3 separate regions of the Mus musculus genome follow, and regions 1 and 2 are each linked to region 3. Evidence: chromatin contacts called from public Hi-C and promoter capture Hi-C data. All regions are on one chromosome and are shown on one strand. Each heading gives the region's core, a stretch centred on a gene start, on an enhancer-like site or on the middle of the called end of the contact. The rest is flanking DNA. Distances are from core to core; before and after follow the strand shown. Region 1 holds the start of Osgin1 (oxidative stress induced growth inhibitor 1). Region 2 holds the start of Mbtps1 (membrane-bound transcription factor peptidase, site 1). Region 3 holds the start of Zdhhc7 (zinc finger, DHHC domain containing 7).

Region 1 (3,764 bases), core at 608-3,107, 660 kb before region 3:
AGGGAGTGTCTCAGCAGAAGAGCTAAACCCAAGGCAGCTCCCATTCAGGCTAGGGAAAGCTGCCCAGCCTAGTGGAAAAGGGACATGCAGAATGCATGGTCCTTGTTTTAAAAGAAATGACCAAGAATGTTAAGGAGACACCAGAGCATTAAACCAAGATTCTGACCACAAAGCCCTAAGCAAAAATTGCAGCCCAGGATCCCCCAGGGGAGCAGTAGCTTCTAGGACCAGATCCTTGAGCCGTGCCTGACCTTTCCCTTAAACCCAGGTCAGCAGCCAGCCTTGCCCACTCTGCCTCCTAACTACTCACCCCAGGATGGCGTCCCTCTTCACCCACCCCTGCAGGATGTGCCCCTCCGCCAGTTTATGGTGCACTAGGTACTCCCCGGGGAACAGACTCTCCCATTGAGACTGCTGGCACAGACTAGGGCTCAGGGGTTCCGTGTGTTTAGCAGTCCTGGGGACTGAAGCCAGGGCTTTGAGCATGTTGGGCAAGTGTTCTCCACTGAGCCATCTCCCAGCCCCGAGCCCAGGGTTTGAACATATCAGTGCACAATGGTACTTGGCCTTCAACCTAGGGTCTCATGCAATGCTAGGCACAGGTTCTACTGATCTATTCCCCAAAACCTATATGCGGTATTTTGAATAATCATTCTTTTAATCCAAGAAAAACAAAATATCATTTTTTAAATCAAAATGCTGTGCTAGCAGCCAAGACTCTTGCAGCCGAAGGATGTTCCACGAGGTGGGCCCAAGGACCCCGTCTTTCTTTACAACTCTGAAGTTTTCTTTTTCTGGAATTTGTATTCTTTACTTAATTTTTTTTCTTTAGAAAATTGTACCAAAGTGTCACTTTGTTTAATGAGTTCCTTTTTTTTTTTTAAAGAATTGTTTATGTAATATATATGAGTGTTCTGTCTTCAGACATACCAGAAGAGGGCATCAAATCCCATTACAGATGGTTGTGAGCCACCATGTGGTTGCTGAGAATTGAACTCAGAATCTCTGGAAGAGCAGCCAGTGCTCTTAATCGCTGAGTAGTCTCTTGGGTACTTAGAGTGAGAGCCTGACACTCCCCCCCCACCGCCCCTCCCCAGTTCTGGTCCTGGTGGTAGAGTGACAGCTGATCAGGACAGGAACAATGGCCACCAAGGTGAGTGCACCGACCTAAACCACTGCCCAACTTCCTTCTCTTGAGCCAAGGCTCCATATGGAAAAGCGCTATTCCAGACCCAGTGTGCAGTAAGGGATGTCTCCCTAGGACCCAGCTTCCGTTCACGGACCACAAGAACCGGCCAGCAGACTGGCGTGACCCCCTACAGGAAGAGAAGTCTATAAGGACCAGGGAGGACGGACACACACTCACATGCGCATGCACGCACACATGAGGGAGTCCAACTCAACCCCACTTTTCAGATGGGGAAACTGAGGTTTGTTCAGAGTCTCCAACCAGGAAGTCGCTGAGTGGGAGTTGTCGGGGTTGACCAGTGACTGAGGGTTTTTTCTGCACACACCCGTGTCCCCTCTCCCCACACGCTGGGGTGGGAAGTGAGTGGAAGATCAGAGCTTTCTGGAGTTCAGAAGCCAGCTGGCCAGCTATTTCTCAGAAGCCTACCACTCACTGGTAAGGAAGAGACCTAGTGGTCTCTTTCAAGATTCCCTAGTTCCTCCTTCAAACTGAACCCGGGAAGGGAGGAACTGGCCAGCAGGGGCCCTTTAAGACTGGCCAGGGCCAAGTTCATTCACCCAGGGGCCCCTGCTGACTCACGCTTATGAAAGTGATTTTCCTGGTCCCGCCCCTGCCTCCGCCTCCTCCCTGCCCCGCTGTGAAATACCCCTGCTAGCCTTGGGCCTCGCACAGCCTCTGGGATCCCCAGGGCTAATGGGCATCCTGTTCTTGCAGCAGGGCACCGTGACAAAGTCTCTCACCGTGTGACCAAGTTCCTCTGAGTGTCCAGACAACCCAGGCTCACCAGCTCCCTCCAGCTATCTACCATCCATCAGGTGAGTGGTCCGGGCAAGGCTGTGGGTGGGAAACAATAGCTATGGGGCAAGGGTGGGCAGACGGGGGTCAGGAAAGCCGGGGTGTACACTGACTGGTCCTGAGGAGGACTCTGGGAGTCCTCCCTGCACCTCCAGCGATGGCCATGGTTAAGTGTCTGGGACACTCTCCCCCAGCGGCCCCTGGCTTAGCAGCCTAATCCTAACTCGTGAAATAGCTGTTCCGGCAGGAAGGAGCATGGGTAGCCTTGCTCCTTCGAGGCACCAATGGCCACTGTGTCTCCAGCCTGGCGAGGTGCTCCAGTGGGTCCTAGGTACCAGGCTCAGACAAGCACAGCCGAGGGTTCCTGGGTACTCGGTTTACGGAAGGTGCGGTGGAGAAAGTGGTGGACCGTGGAGGTTGGGCCATCAGGCACCCTTGGGCCCAGGTGGAGCAGGCACTTGGAACGAGGGTTCACTGTGACTAAGGCCAGGTAACACTTGGCTGACTGCACACTTCCTCCTGCCCCAGGGCTTTGTGTCACTAGCAGCTGTCACTGCTACCTGTTGCTTTATTTGGGAATGGAGGGGAAAGGATCCCAAACGAGGCTGTCTAGGACCTAGACGAGATGTCCCCTCCCCTTCCATTTTCCCCAACCTCAGTTTCATTCATGAAGTGGGGATAAGAAACCCCCAGCTCTTGGGGGTGGTGGTGGCATTTTTAGAGACAAATGGTATATGGTTCCCAGCCCTCCCTGGCATGACGATTTCATAACCTTAGAAATGTCTGCAGTGTTACACCAGGGCAACTATCGCCACTTCTGAGAAACTCATTTTTTATGTGCTCATACCTGTGGGGTCAGAGGTCGATGGCTAGCGTCTTCCTCAGTCACTGTCCACACCTTCTTTTTCATTCTATTATCACTATCATTATTATTATTATTGCTAGAGAGAGCACAAGAACACGTGTAGAAATCAGACAGCCACCCCTCCCCCCCCCCCCCGCCAGGAGTCAGGGGTCAGGGGTCAGCTTTCTCCTTCCATCTTTATGTGAGTGCTGCCTGCCCATAAGTCACTGCCCTTGTACAACAAGTTACCTGCAGGGCCACTTCCCTCCAGGCTTCCCTCTCCTGGACTGAACCTGGAGCCTGTCATTCAGCTCTCTGGCGGGTGATCTCCAGGGGCCCTCCTGTGTTTGTCTCTCCAGACCTAGGATTACAGACATCTGCTTTTGACAGGAGTGTGGAGAATCTGAACTCAGTTCCTCACGGTTAGGCAAGCACTTTACCCACGGAGCCATCTCCCTGGCCCCTTAAATCAACAACTTGAGAACGTTATTTTTTTTTTCTATCAGCATTGCCCAACCAGAGAGACTCCGAAATATGCCAGTACTTTTAAAAACTGGTTATTCTAGCCTGGAGGTGGTGGCAGCTTTCTCTTGTAATATGAGTGGTTGGGAGGTGCAGGCAGGAGGGTCAGCAGTTCAAGGCCTGCCAAGGCTTATTCTAGTTTCAAGCCAGCCTGGACTACATGAGACCCTGTCTTAAACAAAATGAGCAGCTTACCCCAATTCTACAAACTGAGGCCCCTGGGTGGAACTGCAGGTTGGAAGAAGCCGTTTTGCCTTATAAACTAGTAGCAGGTACTTGTGGGTGGTTGTGAGGGTGAACAGCTTGGGGGCGTGTGACTTCTGGGGGGTGGTCAGGCTTGGCGGTGACCTCATGTGTATGGTACCCAGCAAGCAGCTCTAGGTGACACTTGTGCCAGCTGCGAGAGGGACCTGG
Region 2 (3,838 bases), core at 1,115-3,614, 540 kb before region 3:
GGTTTTCCAGAGAACCAGGGTTCTATTCCCAGTACCCAAAGCTCTGGTCTCCTCAGACAAGAGATGTGCAGACACATGCAGGCCAGCCCTTTATATACACAAGAGAAGTAAGTCAAACGGTCAATAGGACCGATCAGATAGCGCTATGGGTAAAGGCACTTGCTGTGCTGGCCTGATGATCTGAGTTTGACCCCTTGAACCCTCATAAAGGAAAGACAAGAGAACCGACTCCACAGTTGTCCTCTGCCCTCCACACGTGTGCACCTATATACATCATACATACGTGGACTTAGAAAACATATCAAACCAGACTGCACCACTAGGAAAAAAATCCACTCATCGGTCACCTCCTACAATACCTTTGGAAAGTCTAGATTCCTGAGCATTTCAGATCAATGGATGGGTTCTGATCCCATCTATACCACCCCCAAAGCAATCAAGAGTTGTTAATAAGAGGCTGGAGACATGGCTCAGTAGTTAAGAACACTGGCTGCTCTTCCAGAAGACCCAGGTTTGATCCCTTGCACCCATGTGGCAGCTTAGAACTGTCTGTAACTGCAGTTCCAGGGGACCCAACACCCTCACATACATATACAGGCAGGCAAAGCACCAATGAACATTGAAATGAACATAACTCACTTTAGGGAAAAAAAGAAATTGCTAATCATATACAACTTTCTCCTCAAAAGAAATCACTGAAGAGATTCCTTAGAGGAGCTGGGAAGATGATCCATGGAGCACGAGGACTTGAATTAAGTCCCCAAAACTCACACAGAAAGCTGAGGTAGACTGCCCCTGGGACACAGTGGCCCCTTAGTCTCACTCAATCAGAGGCTCCAGAATCACTGAGTCCCTGTCTCAAAAAAAAAAAAAAAAAAAATCAGGTGGAGTGTGATCAAGGAAGCGCGCGCACACACACACACACACACACACACACACACACACAGACTTCCCTTTTGGTCCTCCTAGTCCAAAGATTGCCGACCATCGGAGAGAGAACTGAGTCAGAGAATAAAGCATATGACAGCACCAAGAATGAACAAGATCTGACCAGAAAACATGCTCCTTCATTCCCGAGGGGCGAGGGGGAGGCCTGCCAACACCGCATCACTTTTTAGATAGTAACAGCAAATTGTTGGTTATAAGGGGTGTTTAGAGACTGCAGGAGAGTCCTAATGAGCAAAAGTGCAGGTTCCAGTAGCCACTTCACCCTTACACTCAAAACAAAAACAAAAACCAAAAAGTCCACAAAAAATTAGCTCTGTGGCCAAATGTGTCACATACTGCAAGATAAGACCTTGGCAAAAGGTATTCCACATGAATAGGGGTAACTGTGGGCTATTAAACAACGGACTATCATTCAGCCGTAAAAGATGAAATACTGACTTACGCTACAACCATAAAAAAAGGTACTGGTTTATGCAACAACATAGATGAATTCTGGAAACAAGACACCAAAGGCCACATGCGACTCTTGACCCACTATTCCCAAAAAGCAAACCTAAGGAGACAGGTCCATCGGTGACTAAAATAGCAGACTAAAAATCGGTTCTAACCACAGCAGGGTACCGGGAGTCTGGGGAGTGGTTCTCAAAGCGGGCTGTGGTGCCGACTGAACTGCTCCGCAAGATGACACAAAGTCACAGGGCGGGACCACTTAATACAAGTGACCCTGTGATACATAGGACACTTTATAGAAATCACGGTCTTGCGTTTAAAAAATAACGGTAAGTGGTGTGGCGCTGTACGTCTTTAATCCCAGCGCCAGGCAGAGACGTGAGGATCAGGAGTTCAAAGCCAGCTTGAGCTACTCAGACCTTGTCTTAAATATTAACTTTTTCCCCCCCCGACTAGTTTTGCAGATTTTTATGCTTTTCTCTGTCCGGCTTTTTCATTCGCCTCCAAACCTAGGGGTTGCTAGCGAGGCTGATCCCAGAATGAAATCTTCAAGTGCTCCTCCCGTCCCTTCAAAGCGCCACTCAAAAACACCTACAGCAAATGCGAGTCCGAGCCGCGATGTGCACTGAGCTGCAGCTCGGTTCCCCGGGGCTCGCGACCGCAGGGCCCTGCGGAGGCGAACGGCGCTTGCGCACCGCGGCGCGCAGGCGCAGGCCAGGCCGCCGCAGCCGCCGCCGCCGCTCCGGGCCAATTTCTGGGGAAGCAGCTGCGGTAGCCGGCGGCCCCCGCGCGGGCAGCGGACGGCTGAGCCTAGGGCGCGTCCGGCTCTCGGCCGCCGCCGGCAAACGTACCTGCGTCCGCCTCAGGCTCGGGGTCGGCGGACCCGGGAGAACGGCGGCTCCGCCGCGAACACGCCTCGGGTCTCCATTCGGGGGATGTTTACTCGCAAGTCTCGCGAGACCACGCCGCTGGGGCGTGGGGGGGTTACGACGGCCCGGCGTGCTCTGCGCGCCCGCGACCTGCGTGCGCGCTCCTGACGGCCCGGCACCGAGGCGAGAGGCTGTGCGGAGCTCTCGCGACATTTGCGGTCTTGGGGGAGGGGTCGGGAAGGGGCGGAGCCGAGGGCGAGGCCAAATCGCCCTCTCTGGGTATATATAGGGAACCCTGGTGGTTTAGGTTTCTCCAGGTTTCCTGGCCTGGAAACTCAGGAAGGGTGCGAGCACCTTTGCGCGGCTGAAGTGGGACGGCGCCTATCCAATCTATGTGTTCTCCTGAACTACTCCCATGGCCCCAGTTTATTACTGCTGCCAGGAGGGTGCATCAGCATCTTGAGAAACAGGACGTTTGTAACACCAACTATTTACCATTTGGAACAAACAGGATCAAGGTGAATTTCGTCTGGTAAAACGCACTTGAGCAATTTAGCCACCTGTAGAACGGGCCCATTCTCAGCCTTAGTACTGAGCTGGATCGATCACTCTTGGCCCTGGCACAACCTAAGTGTGCTCGGGGACTGTGACTGAAGCAAACAGGATGGAGGAGACAAACCCTGAGTCCTAGGCTCATAAGCTCACCTTGGCTGCCAAACCTGGTATGGAAACTGGGTTTTGCATTGGGACCTCCAGCCGAGCAAACTCAAGAAAAGGGGATCCGGACCCAGGATTTAGGTCAGGGTATGGAGGGGACCTTGTGCAGCACTCTTGTGTTTTCCCTCAGGTGTTCAGTCAGAAGAGTGCATGTAAGAGGGGACAGTACTCTTGTATAGGAGCCAAGTTTCCATCCCAGAACCTGCTCACTGTAACTTCAGCTTCGGAGGGATCAGGTTTTTGGCCTCTGAGGGCACCTGCACGCCTATACATAATCCTACACAGACATACAAACGAGATTTTAAAAGGGCGGTTCTGAGACAGTAGCCCCACACATTGAAAAGGATAGACCGCATTTATTCCCAGGTTCCAGAATCCTATGGATAACCCATCATTCCGGAAACTCGCTGTGGCAACCCCATTGCCTGCCCACTCTCTGCCCTGAGACTTGAATCTTGCTCTTGGCCTGATGTCTCCCTGCTGATTCGCCACACTCTCCCCAAGGTCTTCTGTCCTTCAGATGCCTGAAGCCCAGTAATTAGAAGACCCTTGCTGGCTCAGGAGAAGCTGGGAGCAATAAGTTGATGTCATAAAGGACCCATTAAGCCTGCATACAGTAGACTTTAGCTAAAGGAGTGCTCAGAGCTGAGTAGTGGACTAACCAGACTGTAGGAAAGAGATGGCTTTACCACAAATGTAATTAAAGTTTTGGTTTTCTGGGTTTCTGTTAAGATCACCACTGATTAGGGACAGGACAAATGGAGACACCCCCGGCCATTAGGAACACTCCCGTATCAAAGACCATGCCTCTGTTAGAAAGTTCAAAGCGGGTACTGGGTCACAACACCATTGAA
Region 3 (3,842 bases), core at 86-2,585:
TCTCAGCCCAGAAGCCAGTAACTCCTTACCAGTAACTCCACAGAGTACACAACACAGTTTCAACACCCCCAACCTGTCTATTTTGTGCAACGTTCAAAAAATGAAATTAACACTCCCATTAGCCCATTTTGTAAAATACCTCCAAGAACCTTTCTCTTTAACCACTTCTGCAGGGGCAAGTATCACAAGGTATCTTTTTTTGTTGTTGTTTCTAAATGTAGCATGAATTAAGTGAAAGTTATAAACAACTTTGGAAAGATCAGAGTGGTGTGCTGGGCAGATTTACCAAGAAATATAAATGACCTCTCTCCCAAGGCAGTAAAATAAACACAAGTGTACTCCCTCACTAAGGGGACTGATTGCAAAGCAGACTGTAGCTTGGATTTGGACAGCGCCACACACACCAGTGAAAGCCGCTACAGTGCAGACTGCTGCAACTATGACTACTCCAATTTAATTGCCACAATAAACTGGCTGTTCACGAGCTAATAAAATGTGCCTATTTAATAGCTAGAAGGGACTTAGTTCTAGAAATAATGACAGCTCAATAGAGTTGAACCTTATTGCCCTGAAAGCTGACCCGATTATCCCAGATGCCCTTCCGGGTAACTACCCTCCTAACACCATGGCCAGGGGCAGGGGGGAAGAGAAGGGAGACCGGCAAAGAACAGAAGAGTCCCGCTAAAGAGAGACAACAGAGGCCTTGGGAAGACAGACCTGCGACGAAGCATGACCATAAAAAAACTTGACAGCTCGCAGACCGGTGACAGCACTTTATGACAGCCACCCTGACGTTAGCTCTGGAGCGCCCAAGGTCAGGCAAAAGGCTGCAGGTGCAAATGGGGCTCGATCCTGCGGGGTCCGCAGAGGAGACTGGAGAGCCCCCGAGGGGACCGCAGCGCGGAGGCGGCGGGGAGCCGCCCGGGGTCGCGGCCGCCGCTCTCCCCGCACTCACCCGAGGCCCGGGCGGGGTCGCCCAGTGCTGAGGCTCCTGGTGGCCGGCGGCTGCAACGGCGCGGGCGGCGACGCATCATGCGGCAGCGCTCATGGCCGGGCCGGGTGGACCCGGATCCGGCTCGGTTCCGCGCTGCTCGGGCCGGCCGGGCCGGTGGGCGAGAGGCAGCAGCCCCAGCAGAAGCGGGAGCCCGACGCCGAACTGGCACAGCCGAGCCGAACGACCCCGGAACTGGACCAGGCCGAGGTCAAGACGCTGCGCCTGCGTCCTTCCGGTCGCGCCGCCCGGGGCTTCCGGGAGGCGGATCGCGGGGAGGCTCTGGCGATTTCATCCAAGACCGGGCTTCCAAGAACTCGGCGGTTCTTGGAGGAGAGGCAGCAGCATCTACGGCAAGACTACTAAACGGAGATCCCCCGGGAAGGGTGGCCCGGAAGAGAAATCAGTGCCTACGGGGCGCCGCGAGGGCCACGCCGCGTTGCCGTTCGAGAGCACTCGATAAGGCTTCCCGCCGCACCATACATAGATGAAGTTTGTGGCGACTCCGATTCTCTTTTTAAGGATGTCGGTGCCAGGTGGAGGAGGGAGAACTACGGAGATGAAGGATAGAGGCGCGGGGGTGGAAGCAACTGAGCCAGAGGGCGTTTGGGAGCCCGAGGCAGCGCCCTGGACCGGAGATGGGACTCCTGGGTCCAGGCTTGCACACCTCCATGCCCAGGTCGCTGGAGCGTCGCTGCGACCCCTTCCTGATGACCGGCCAGAGTTTTGCGGAGGTAGAAACGAGTGTTTTTATAACCTTCACCCGTCCCCTGCCTCTTGAGTCCCCTGACAGACTTAGCACAATTTGTCCAGGGCAGAGAAGTGTTTGGTAGTTAAACTGGCAAACGCAAGGTGTGCTGTGATACTAAAAAGGGCTATAATGACAGCTCCGGGATCTAGCCCATTGGGGTACGCACGCCATCTTCGCTGGGTTTCCTGTCCCCGCGCCCAGAAACTGCTATTCGAGCCAGATTTTTGGAAATAAGGGTGCATTAGATTAACTGCTCCAAAATTACAGCTTTTAAGTTTAGGCATGGAAGTGCACGCCTAAGTCCCAGCACTCAGGAGGCTGAGGCAGGAGGATTCGGAGTTCGAGACCACTCTAGACTATATAGTAATGCCATCTTGAAAAAAAAAAAAGCATCTTTTGGGTTTGAAAAATTATGGTTACATCTTTTTAATCTTATTTAATTCTTTCTTTAATTCTTATGTCTGTGGGTGTTCTGCCCGCATATATATATCTGTGTACCACGTGCATGCTCGAGGAGGGCATTTAGATACCCTGGAACTGGCGTAAGCAGTTTTGAGTTGGCTTATGGGTGCTAAGAAACCAAACCTAGGTTTTCTGGAAGGACCACCTCTAAGCAGACTCGCAGGCTCTGTAGCCCCTTTTGTGGTTACGTCTTGTGCATCCATATACTCACTATGGTACCAACCTTTCAGGTGCCTCTTGTTTGGCCTGCCCTAGGTAGCTATTTCCTCAGGATGGAAAGCGGGGCTCAGGACACCCATAAGACCCGGGAGGTCTTGTGGATCATGTAAGGAGTACACTGTTGCTGGTTAGAGGAGACTTTCTGGAGCCTTGCAGGCTGTGTCATGAGCATGTTTTCCCATGCTAGGGTGGACTTCTCAGTGTTGGCAATGCCTCAGTTACCCATACACCTCTAAATAGCCATGCACTTGTAGGTAACCCCGATGAGCTTAGCAGTTCACTGAGGCGGACCTGAATGGAATTGAGGCAGAATAGAAAGACAGGGACTTCAAGGACCCTGGGAACAGAAAAAAGCCCTCACCCTGACCTTTCTTGCTCGCTGAGAGTTAAGAAACCAGCAAGATTGATAAAGGCAGTATTGCCTCCAGAGACAGTGTGTTTTCCTCAAGACAACACAAACAGGATGTTAAAAACAGGAAATAAATTGTGCACACTCACGGTCAGATTGTTTGTGCGGATCTAGCTTAGCTAAATAATAAAAGCACCTTACTCAGCAAGAGACCCTGTCTTGAAAAATCCCCCATCCCTTGAGGACCTCTGGCCTTGGAGTACCCAGGCAGACATACAAATGCACACACACACACATACACACACACACAAGAATAAAATATAAGCTTGACTTGGAGATGGCTGGAGAGGTGGCTCTGTAATTAATAGCACTTGCTGCTTTTGCAGAGGACCCATGTATGGTTCCCAATACTCACACAATAGCTCACAACTATCTGAGCTACAGTTCCAGGGGACATGATGCCCTCCTCTGACCTTGGAGGCGCATGCTGCACATTCATACATACATACATACATACATGTGTGCAAAACACTCATATACATAAAATTAAAAAAATTTTTTTAAGTTACCAGCTCATGTATTTTACTTAACATTAACTTATGTAATTAGTTATTTTGAGGCAGGATCTCATATAGCCCGGGTTAGCCTCAGACTTACCATGAAGCCTGGGGTTCCATCCCCTGTACTGAATAACCTTGGTAGTGGTCATGATAACTCATGCTTGTAGTTTCAACGCTTGGAAAGTGAAGGTGGGAAGATCAGAAGTTCAAGGCCATCCTCCTTTACAAAATGTTAAGCTTTGATTACTCTTGAAAGCTTATAAACTGCATCTTTTGAAGAATGTGACTTAACAGGCTGTAGGTTGCTATGTGCGGCCATTGTGAAGACAGCTAAGTACGACTTCCTGGAAAAAGCCCACACACCCATCATGAGACTGTATTATCCTTCTCCTCTGTGACTGTCTCCATACTTAATAAAGTCACTAGCTTTGCTTCTGTTCGGTTCATCCTGAATTCCTTCCTACAGCCAAGTCTACGATCCTTCTGTTGAGATCCCGGAGCAGGAAGGGA

The links. Promoter capture Hi-C pulls out the DNA fragments that hold promoters and counts their contacts. Hi-C and Micro-C count contacts between places; a contact is called where the count stands out from the background.
Region 1: a contact with region 3 is called in a promoter capture Hi-C map of liver, with 2.3 times the contacts expected there. The contact joins the promoter of Osgin1 here to the promoter of Zdhhc7 in region 3. A contact is called at or near these places in 7 of 39 promoter capture datasets (cranial neural crest, hippocampal neurons, liver and 3 more), 3 of 484 Hi-C or Micro-C datasets (CD4 T cells, bone marrow-derived macrophages and liver), 4 of 115 datasets of contacts at active chromatin or transcription factors (the 230-238 cell line, T-cell acute lymphoblastic leukemia, memory CD8 T cells and 1 more) and 1 of 9 other capture datasets (liver).
Region 2: a contact with region 3 is called in a Hi-C map of regulatory T cells, with 6 times the contacts expected there. The contact joins the promoter of Mbtps1 here to the promoter of Zdhhc7 in region 3. A contact is called at or near these places in 4 of 39 promoter capture datasets (cranial neural crest, hippocampal neurons, liver and 1 more), 3 of 484 Hi-C or Micro-C datasets (CD4 T cells, myocytes and regulatory T cells), 1 of 115 datasets of contacts at active chromatin or transcription factors (memory CD8 T cells) and 1 of 9 other capture datasets (adipose tissue).

What each region holds. Positions count from the first base shown.
Region 1 is chr8:119,435,290-119,439,053 of GRCm38.p6, forward strand. It overlaps Osgin1 (oxidative stress induced growth inhibitor 1), which reads left to right and starts at 1,858. Exons shown (of 6, transcript NM_027950.2): 1 at 1,858-2,004.
Region 2 is chr8:119,556,397-119,560,234 of GRCm38.p6, forward strand. Mbtps1 (membrane-bound transcription factor peptidase, site 1) reads right to left here and starts at 2,365. Exons shown (of 23, transcript NM_001167910.1): 1 at 2,250-2,365.
Region 3 is chr8:120,100,137-120,103,978 of GRCm38.p6, forward strand. Zdhhc7 (zinc finger, DHHC domain containing 7) reads right to left here and starts at 1,336. Exons shown (of 8, transcript NM_133967.3): 1 at 956-1,336.